Regions from separate parts of the Mus musculus genome. Here region 2 is linked to region 1. Evidence: chromatin contacts called from public Hi-C data. All regions are on one chromosome and are shown on one strand. Each heading gives the region's core, a stretch centred on a gene start, on an enhancer-like site or on the middle of the called end of the contact. The rest is flanking DNA. Distances are from core to core; before and after follow the strand shown.

Region 1 (4,744 bases), core at 1,082-3,581:
TCCTATTCTCAGTTGTGAACAAGGCCTGGCTCCTGTCATCTTTTTATGTATGCATTTTCTTTATTTGCTGTAAGAACCAGTGTACCTTGTATTCGACAAGCCTTCTTCTTTTTCTTCTATATTAAAAGTCTGGTGTTTGCTTGGAGAACAGACATCCAGATACAGCACTCCCTTGTGTCTGTGTCCGTTTGTCACTTTTTTTTTGTCACCAACTGCATGTGCGCCTGTAACGGTAACCCCAAAAATTTTTTTCCGCGGATTGAGGGAGGCCAACTAGGACTGGTCCGTGGCACTGAATACTATCCAATGCAATTCAGCATCTTCTTTGGAATAATCTCCTTTCTCCTAGTACATGATTCTAATCCTGTGCCTAACAATCACAAGTTTGACATGTCACCACTGGCCTTACTATTACACATAGGTCCAGTATTTTAGCATGTCTGAGTATTAGTGTTCTTTTAGACCAATTATTTAATTATTTCTCACAACAATGACATCAGTCCCCATGTCTCTCTCTACTTTAAAGAGTTGATAGTGATTTTATACTTCATAGTGCCTTGTAAAACTTGTAATTCTGAAGAAGTATACAACTTGTTCTTTAATCTGTAAATATAATTGATTATTAATTTCTGAAATTTAATAGAAAATGTGCTTTCATAAATATTAGGTAAGTTATGCAATTAATATATTTTATTTGTTGACAAAATTTGTTGAAAATTTCTCTGAGAAGAATAATGAAAATTAACACCAGAGCTGGATATTGTCAATACAAGAAACACAGAGATAACTTCAAATGACATTATTTATGGAGTACTTAAACATGTCCTGCACTATGATAAATTTTTCATACCTGTTTTAATTTTTAAATTTTGAAGTGTTTTATATTAAACATTGAAGTGTTTTATATAGCAGTCTCAACCTGCTCAAGGTTAGTGCAGGACAAAAGAGCAAGTTCATCAAGTGTGGAAGTCCTAAATCAATATATGCTAGTCACAGAATCTATGCTAGTCACTCAAAAGTTGATGTTTCAGTAGATCTGTGATTTTGTATCTGTTTTTATTTTGATCAATGAGAAAATAGGCTTTGTGTGTGTGTGTGTGTGTGTGTGTGTGTGTGTGTGTGTGTGTGTGTGTGTGTGTTTATGTTCCACTTGGGATTGAATGTAGAGCCTTACCTATCCTGGGCTATCAGAGTCACTTAAATCCTCACACCAACTTTCTGCTTTTCTAATGAACTTCCAAGTGTTCCAAAAATTTTGGTGCCAAAACCATGCTTTAGATTTTCTTAAGTGGGAATTTGAGTGGGTGAGTATTTAAGTAGGTTGTTGTATTTGTGAGATGAGCTGAATAGTGTGCCTTGTGAGGAGTGGGTGTGGCAGCAGTCCCAAGATGGCACCCAGGACTGTTGCTAAGTCTTATAATTTGCACCTGACATCCTCATACACCTGAAAATAAGCCACAACCATCATGAGAATTCCACAGGTGAACCATGATGCTGGTGGTGTAAACAAGTCCATATTTGGTGAAGACACGCCCCTGCCACCCTGAATGGCTGAAGCTGCGTGCCTGGTGAGGTGACATGGCCTGATGTGAGTGGGTGGGGGCTGAGAGTATATAAGAGTGAGATGCCTGGGGTTCTGGAGAGAGAGAGAGAAAAGAGAGAGAGAGATGAAGAGAGAGAGATGAAGGGAAAGAGATGAATAGGGAGAGAGATGAAGGCTGAAGCTTGCTGAATAAACTGCTGTTAGAAGAACTGGTAGTCATGTCCTTGCTGGTCGAGGGCGGTTGCCACAGTACCTTAGTTGGGTTTTTGCCCATAGCAAAATGTCTGAGATCCTGCTATCTATGATGTGCTGGAAGTACAGGACTTCATCACCATGCACATGTGGAGTACCACAAATGGTTCACTGTTGTTCTTAAAATAATATTAACAAAGGAGAAAAATGCGCTAATGATTCAAGAGAAAATCAGTTTTATTCTTTTTTAGTAGAATTAATATTTTCTTGAAATATACTTAATTTTTTCTTTGTTTTTTGTTTTCCTTTTAACTACCTTATCTTTTTACAGACATTGCAAGATTGTACACATTCCCAGGATGGCTTTGAAAACTGAATACTGACTGAGATCTGCATAGTCTGAGTTTCCTTTATGAAAATATTATCATCTTTCCTGGTTCCCTTCCCACTTCAACAATCACTAATTGGTGGACAGGCATGAATGGCTCATATAACTTTTGTGACACAGAGGAAAAAACACTCAGAACAAAATCATTTTTGTAATCTCCCCCAGGCTGAAACAGGCTGGTTCAGACTCCATTACCACTGAGAATTAGACTGCCTGGGGTGGAGCCTTCCTGCCTAGATGGCTCTATTGTTCTGCCACCTACCACTGCTCCTCCTTGGTAGCACAAGACACTGCTACCTGCTGAGAGGCCGCTGAGATATTCAGGAGGAATTCCTGCAAGTCACCTACAGGCTGGCTCCAGACACCAAGAATGGACTGGCGGGGGATGGGCCTTCTCCTTTATAAGCACACTCTCTAAGTAAACTGGCAGGTCTTGAACAGAATCATGTCTTGGTCTCCATTAATTTCTCTCTCAGTCTAGTCAATTTCAGCCCCAGCCTACCTCCCAGGTATACCTGGTTCAAGTAGGCCATGGGCCGGCTTACAACACATTTTTATCAGAGATCACTAAATTTGAGTGATACTATTTGAGTGATATCTGTAAGACATTTCTTCCTTCCACATCTCCTATTCTAAGAAATCAAGTCTGTAGCTATAAAATAAAATAAAATAAAATAATATAAAATAAAATAATATAAAAATATAAAATAATATATAATAAAATAGGAAATAATATAAAATAAAAAAAGGAGATCTGAATGGAGAACTTTGTGTATGAGGAACAAAAGGAATTGTAAAAAACAGGTAATTTTCTCAGATAACCTTGCTCAAGAAACCAGTGAATTACATTATTGGCTTGATTGCAATGTATTTGGTAGGTTCCATCATACACACTGAAAGTCTCCTAAGAACCTATATCTGGCCATGAGTTTTTCATTTAACAACCTCTTATTATACTATTTTGAAATTTTTTATTGTAATTTATTTACAATGTGTTACTCCATTACCTTTTCCTTTCCAAACCTCTCATACTCCCTTCTCTTACTCTATTATACCCAGGGCCTCTTACATGCAAATATGTATTTGTATACCCATATATATTCATAAGTAATCTGTTGAGTCCATAGATTTACTTGTATGTTTTTTGTTTTGTTTTGTTTTGTTTGGGGGGGGGGGGTTGTTCGAGACAGGGTTTCTCTGTGTAGTCCTGGCTGTCCTGGAACTCACTCTGTAGACCAGGGTGGCCTCAAACTCAGAAATTTGCCTGCCTTTTCTTACCAAGTTCTGGGATTAAAAGTGTGCCCCACCACACCTGGCCGTATGTGTGTTTTTAATACTAATGTTTTGATACTGGACAACCAGGTGGTATACTTTTCCCTGGGGAAAACTATCACTACTTCTCTCAGTTTTACTCCATTTTCTATAGTTCTACATATAAGCATCGGGCCTTAATGTCCTTTCCCCATTCAGTTTGATGTCATCCCTGTTCTTCTAATATTTGGGAAGTCATGTTGGTGAAACTTTACAGATGCAGCTTCTGATGTTACTAGAAGACATAATTTCACAACCAACTCCGTGATTCTTGGCATTTACAGTCTTTCTGCAACTTCTTCCACAATGTTTCCTGAGTCTTAGGTGTAGTAGTATTTTTTAGAAATGTTGGTTGGAACTTGGCTCTAACTAATCATTTTGATTAGTTGTGGTTTTCTCTAATGGTCTCCATGTTTGGATAGAGAATTTTCCTTGATAAAGGGCATTTGCACTTTTGTACACTTACCTGTAGGTATAAGGACTAATGTTTATAGATTATTCTTAGGGGTTAAGGTGGTTTAGTATATTATTACTTATAGATTCTCCTACAATAAGCATTATTTAACTAGCACCACATAGGTTTCCAGTACATGGCACGGTACGCCTTTTGAGTGGGTCACAACTCCTGTTAAAGAGCTATAAATTCTGCTGAAATATATTTGTCACTACTCCATCTGTAGTGTTATTATTCAGTGTTGAAGTTTGATAGGGTTCACAGACTTCAGAGCTGGGTAGGACTATGGGCTACCTACCTTCTTTGAAGCTTGAATAATGGCTTCTAGAGTTTTCAAATGAGAAGGCATTTAGCTCATTTCCATCTCAATGGCCTCTTGGTCATTCATCTAGAGTGCATGGTGTTTTCAGAAATAGGAACTTACCTTCAACATCTGAATGATAACCATTGGCAAGTGCCATAAGATATATATATATATATATATATATATATATTGGACGTCTCTTAGCCAATATTGGCCAAAATCTCAAAAAGAGGCTTCTCGTGTGTGGTACTCATTTTGTTTGTTTGTTTGTCCGTATTGCGTTTAGGTGGTCCCTAGTTCTTTGAGAGAGCACTGGCATTCCAGTTGAGAAAAGTTCTTGAAAATTATATAACTTTAATTATATACTGAATTACAATTATTATATTATTTCACATCCCTCCCTTCTCCTCCTAAACATATTTCCCTCTTGCTTCCCCAAAGATACCCCCTTTACAAATTCTATCACTTCTTTCCTATTCCTTCCCTTTACCACCACCCAATTATTCTGTATTTCTCCCCCTTACCCCGAGAAGTCTCTCTTTTCTTTTTCCT
Region 2 (4,744 bases), core at 1,211-3,710, 840 kb after region 1:
TCAATATAAGAAGCTAAGAGTTTGAATCTTTCAGTGTATGTTGTTTCCTAAGTGGAAAGCGTTTTATTAGCTAATGCTTCTAAAGGGAAGTTTGCTTTAAATCCTTGCTCTCACACAAGGAGCTTTTAAGTTCTGGGGAGTAGCTGTTGCTCCAGAAAAGATTCAGAGGCAGTATCTTTTTTAATACTTAGGGTTTTAGTTATACTAGAAAATTGTGGGACAGAAAATCTAAGAAAGAGAAATTGATTTGCTTCAAAATTTTATTTTCAAAAGCTTCCAGGAGATGTCAATTGGCTAAAATCTTACCTTAAACTCACCACAGGAGAACTTAAGCTTTTGTTAGCTGCTATTAAGTGAGACGCAAATTAACTGGCAAAGAACAAAAGGCTTTGCAGAAAAATAAAGAAAGCTTCTATAATTGTTATCAATTATAATCAATGGTAATTAAATATTAGGTGTGCCCACAGCAATTCTTTGGTAAGAGAAAACACTATTGTAAAGTGATTTTTCTTCTCCTCCTGGCCAACCATTGGCCCACGTGGAGCCAGCGACTGCTGGCTGTTGCGGGGCAGGGCCTTGGGGCTCGCAGCTTTCCCTGAGCGGTAGTGGTGCGCCTTTGTAGAGAACTCAGGGGAGGGACGCACTTGCCATTGCTTCCGTGAGCCTCCGCCTGTCCCAGCTGGGGGTAGCCTCCCCCCCCCCCCCCCCGTAAGATTCGGGGTGCTCTGGCGCCCTCGATTGGGCTTTCTGACCTACAACAGATTTGGCCACCTTCAGCCTTCAGCCTCTTCTGCCTGAGAGGAAGGCTGGGGGCGAGCAAGGCCGAAGTGGCTTTCACCTCAAAGCACAGTTTCAGCATCCTATTAAGAAGGCCACTGTGGTGCTAACAAAGAATTAGATAAATTCATATAGTTTAGGATAACTATAACAAAAATTGTGTCTTAAGAACCTGACTAAGTGTCTGTTCCTTGTTCCAAACAGCAATTAATTTGGTTATTACAGAATATTAATAATTGACCTATTGCATACCACCATTTTAAATAATAAAAGATAAGTTAAAAATTGCTTTTATGCATGCTTCTGTATCTTCTATGAATTCATGCATGCATACGTCCCATTTACTCATTTACTGTGTTTAAAAACAGCCCTTGTATGGGAGAAAAGTACATGTGAATTGGATCACATGCTTATTCTTTTGAGCTTCTCCCTGCTTCAGCACAGATAATTAAATTGTGTGCTGTAGATGGTGTTTTAAAATGTTGAATAATCAAGCTTTAATTTGTATATTAATAGTCAATATTATATCTCAGAGCTCACAATTGCTTAAAATTGTTCATCCCTCAGATACTATAAATTCTCAAATTTGCAATGGTTTATGCATACATAACTCATAAGAAAAAATGCTGTTCTGGTGTTTACTGATGGCTCCTCTAAAGGGCGAGCTGGATTTCTTATAAATAATCAACAGGCAATCATAAAGATTCCTGGCCTCTCATCTCAATTAGCAGAATTAACAGCAGTACTGAATGTCTTTCAGTCTGTGCATGAGGCTTTTAATATTTTTACTGGTAGTTTATATGTTGCACAATCGGTACCCTTATTGGAGACCTGCGGTACATTTAACTTTAATACGCCAGCAGGATCCCTGTTTTCACAATTGCAAAACATCATTCTTGCCCGAAAACACCCATTCTATATTGGCCACATACAATCTCATTCTGGTCTTCCTGGACCTTTAGCTGAAGGCAATGATTGCATCAATAGAGTTCTAATAGGAGAAGCCTTAATTTCAGATCCTGTTGCTTTGACCAAATGTGATAATGAAAAATTTCATCTCTCTAGCCATACCTTAAGTTTCCAACATAAGATCACTAAGGAGCAGGCAAAAATGATTGTAAAACAATGTCCTAAATGTATTACATTATCTCCAGTGCCACACATAAAACTGGAATTCCTTATAACCCCATGGGACAAGGAATAGTTGAACGTGCTCATTGCACTTTAAAAAATTGGCTTTTAAAAACAAAACAAGGGCAGTTATATTCCCCCAAAGTCACCAAAGGCACATCTTGCTTTTGCTTTATTTGGTCTAATTTTTTTGCAAGCTGATGTTAAATGTCAGTCTGCAGCGGATCGCCACTGGCATCCAGTTACTTCTAGTTCTTATGCCAAGGTAAAGTGGTAGGACCCATTAACTAAGGAATGGAAGGGTCCAGACCCGGTCCTAATCTGGGGAAGGGGCTTGGTCTGTGTTTTTTCACAAAAAGAAGATAGGGCGATGGCTGCCTAAGAGATTAGTTCATCAACTGAACACAGATCCTGAATCTTCTAGTAAGTATGACTCTAACCTTGATTATGGCTAAAAATCCTCTTTAGCCAAAAAGTTAAATTGGAGCACAGCCTCCACTCCCAGGGAAGCTGCAGCCTTTCTGCAATTCTCAACACCACCTCCCCCACACTGGGTGGCTAAGTCTAAGCTTGATCGTTGCTAATTTGCAACTGAATGGAGTACCTGGACTTCTCCAAAGAAGCTTTTATACTGTTGCTTTTCACTGTCCCACCCTTGTTTCTCAAGCAGGTCAGTCAATGCCCTTCAGCCTGACTGCAGCAGGTGTACAGCCTCGCCTCCAACAGCGCAGGTGGCAGTTATTAATCTTCATCAAGAAGCATTCTAAGTACATATTGTGGCTTTGGTCTTAATTGGGAATAAGGTGGGCCAGACAGTCAATGAGGGGCACCTAGATTTCAGAACCATACCAATCTAAGACAGAGGTACATGCCAAAAGTCCATGGCTGTTGATAACACACCACAGCCATGTTTGTGTGAAATATAACACAAACTAGCTGCACGTAGCCTCCAAGACAGAATTGGATGGTTCGGGAAGATCTAAGATTTCCTAAGACAGGCATTGCTGCCAGCTACCATCATTCCCAGGCAGGACTATGGAGCATAAATAAATTTTGTGCCTCAGTCCAGCTTTTTTTTAAATATTAATAACAGAGAGGAAATTGTAACCTTCCCTCAGCCTGAAGCTGGCTGAGCCAGAACTTGACCTTGCTGCCACTAAGGAGATTACCTAGGGTGGAGCCTTTCTTCCCAGATCACTTTATTGTTCAGCCACTGTCACCGTTTCTCTTCAAGATACTGCTACCTGCTGAGAGGCCCCAGTGCTATTGCGGAGACTACGCCCTATCCTACAGGTCAACATCTGCACCTGGTTCCAGGCTCCAAGGATGAATTGGTGGGAATGGGCCTCCCCCCCCCCCTTTTTTTTATAAGTGCATTCTCCATTAAACATTTGAGCCTTGATCAAAACACTTTCTTGGCTCCATTTCTCTGTCTTGTCCGCCTAGTTTCCCTCTCTTTCAGCCAGGGTTTGCCTCCCAGGAGAAACCCAGTTCATGTGAGCCGCTGGCCAGTTCGCAACATTCTAAATGTATAGGTATTTTCATTGGTGTCTTTTTTCCTTCTAAGTTAGTTGTTCTGTCTTCAGAAAATTTAATCTAAATCGCTCTTTTATTTTTTTCAAAAGCTCTTTGATTTACCATGTTCTTCCTAGTGATGATTCTATTATAAGATCAAAATATCAAAGGAAGAGCATGTAATGAATGTCCCAACTTACAACCATTACAGCTGGGCAGCACAAAAAAATTATCTTCTCTTCTATAATCATGTGTATGATTATGTCTATAGCTTACTGCCACAGCTCAACATTGGGGGAAGAAATTATTGTGCCTTATCAGCCCTGGGAAAGATCTACATTCAAAATGGTAACAGAAACTGAAAATCTATATTAACCCTCCAGCTTCCCTTGTCTTTAAAGATTACTGAATCTGGAGGACACATGCTGAACTAAATATGATTAGTCTTTCACTAGTGTTGCTGTAGATTACACTTTCGACATGTCATGTTTCAAGGATTTGAAGAACATTTGAGTATACCAACAGCTCTTTTTTGTGGCTATACACAAGTCAGTGGAGTAACCTTTTGTAGTAGGCATGTAGGAAACCACCATGAAATCCTGTTAATTTTACTATTTTAAACTGTAAAAGAAACAGCTGACTACATTTTCATTTTAGTTAAACAGTGTTAGACTTTGATATCTTTCTTTCTTTCTTTTTTTCTCCTCTCTAATCATGTCCTTACCTAGAGGTCAACTTGGCTTTTGATTTGTTCTTCCTCAAAATCTTGTGAATTACTTACCATAAATTGTTCCCATTGTTCCAAGAATTGACCGACCATAAAATGTTTCATAGTACTTTAACTCTCTGACCATAAAACTATAGCATGCATGAATACAAACTTATAACATGTATTTTTCCCGTGGTCATAAAAATAATTGCTAAATTCCACTTTTGAAATCGCTAGCTCATTTATCATAAAAGGGTCTTTTTGCTTCTATTCTGGGCTGCTTCATTCTCCTGGCAAGGGAGACTATTAGTTCTTGTGTTTTGACACAACAGAACTGATATCCCATAAAGAACCCTCCGGTTTCATTACATCTGACTTCAAAACATTTGTTTCTCCTTGTAGTTTTTTTTTTTTCTTTAATTTTACAAAAGTAAAATTAGGTAATATTTAGGTAAGAGTAAATATAGCAGGTTATATAGACTAGTCTTAGAGCAGTTAATTACCCAACATGGGTAAGTCTCTAAAGATGAATCTCAGCCCAAACAAAAGCATTTCTCTTTGTGAATTTGACATCCATGTCTGATCCCTACAATGTTTTTGAGCTAAAAGTTA

What was found. Hi-C and Micro-C count contacts between places; a contact is called where the count stands out from the background.
Region 2: a Hi-C map of embryonic stem cells shows a contact between it and region 1, with 5 times the contacts expected there. The contact joins two enhancer-like sites. A contact is called at or near these places in 1 of 484 Hi-C or Micro-C datasets (embryonic stem cells), 1 of 115 datasets of contacts at active chromatin or transcription factors (embryonic stem cells) and 1 of 9 other capture datasets (embryonic stem cells).

Annotation. Positions count from the first base shown.
Region 1 is chr1:8,094,805-8,099,548 of GRCm38.p6, forward strand. No RefSeq gene overlaps it. Among named protein-coding and RNA genes, the nearest start is that of Gm39589, 25 kb to the right of the region's middle. Within about 2 kb of position 2,332, at least 8 of the 459 cell types and tissues checked have an H3K27ac peak or open chromatin away from gene starts, as enhancers often do. A contact at or near this core is called in embryonic stem cells, where this site is marked.
Region 2 is chr1:8,938,466-8,943,209 of GRCm38.p6, forward strand. All of the region lies in intron 3 of Sntg1 (syntrophin, gamma 1), which reads right to left. Among named protein-coding and RNA genes, the nearest start is that of Sntg1, 360 kb to the right of the region's middle. Within about 2 kb of position 2,461, at least 14 of the 459 cell types and tissues checked have an H3K27ac peak or open chromatin away from gene starts, as enhancers often do. A contact at or near this core is called in embryonic stem cells, where this site is marked.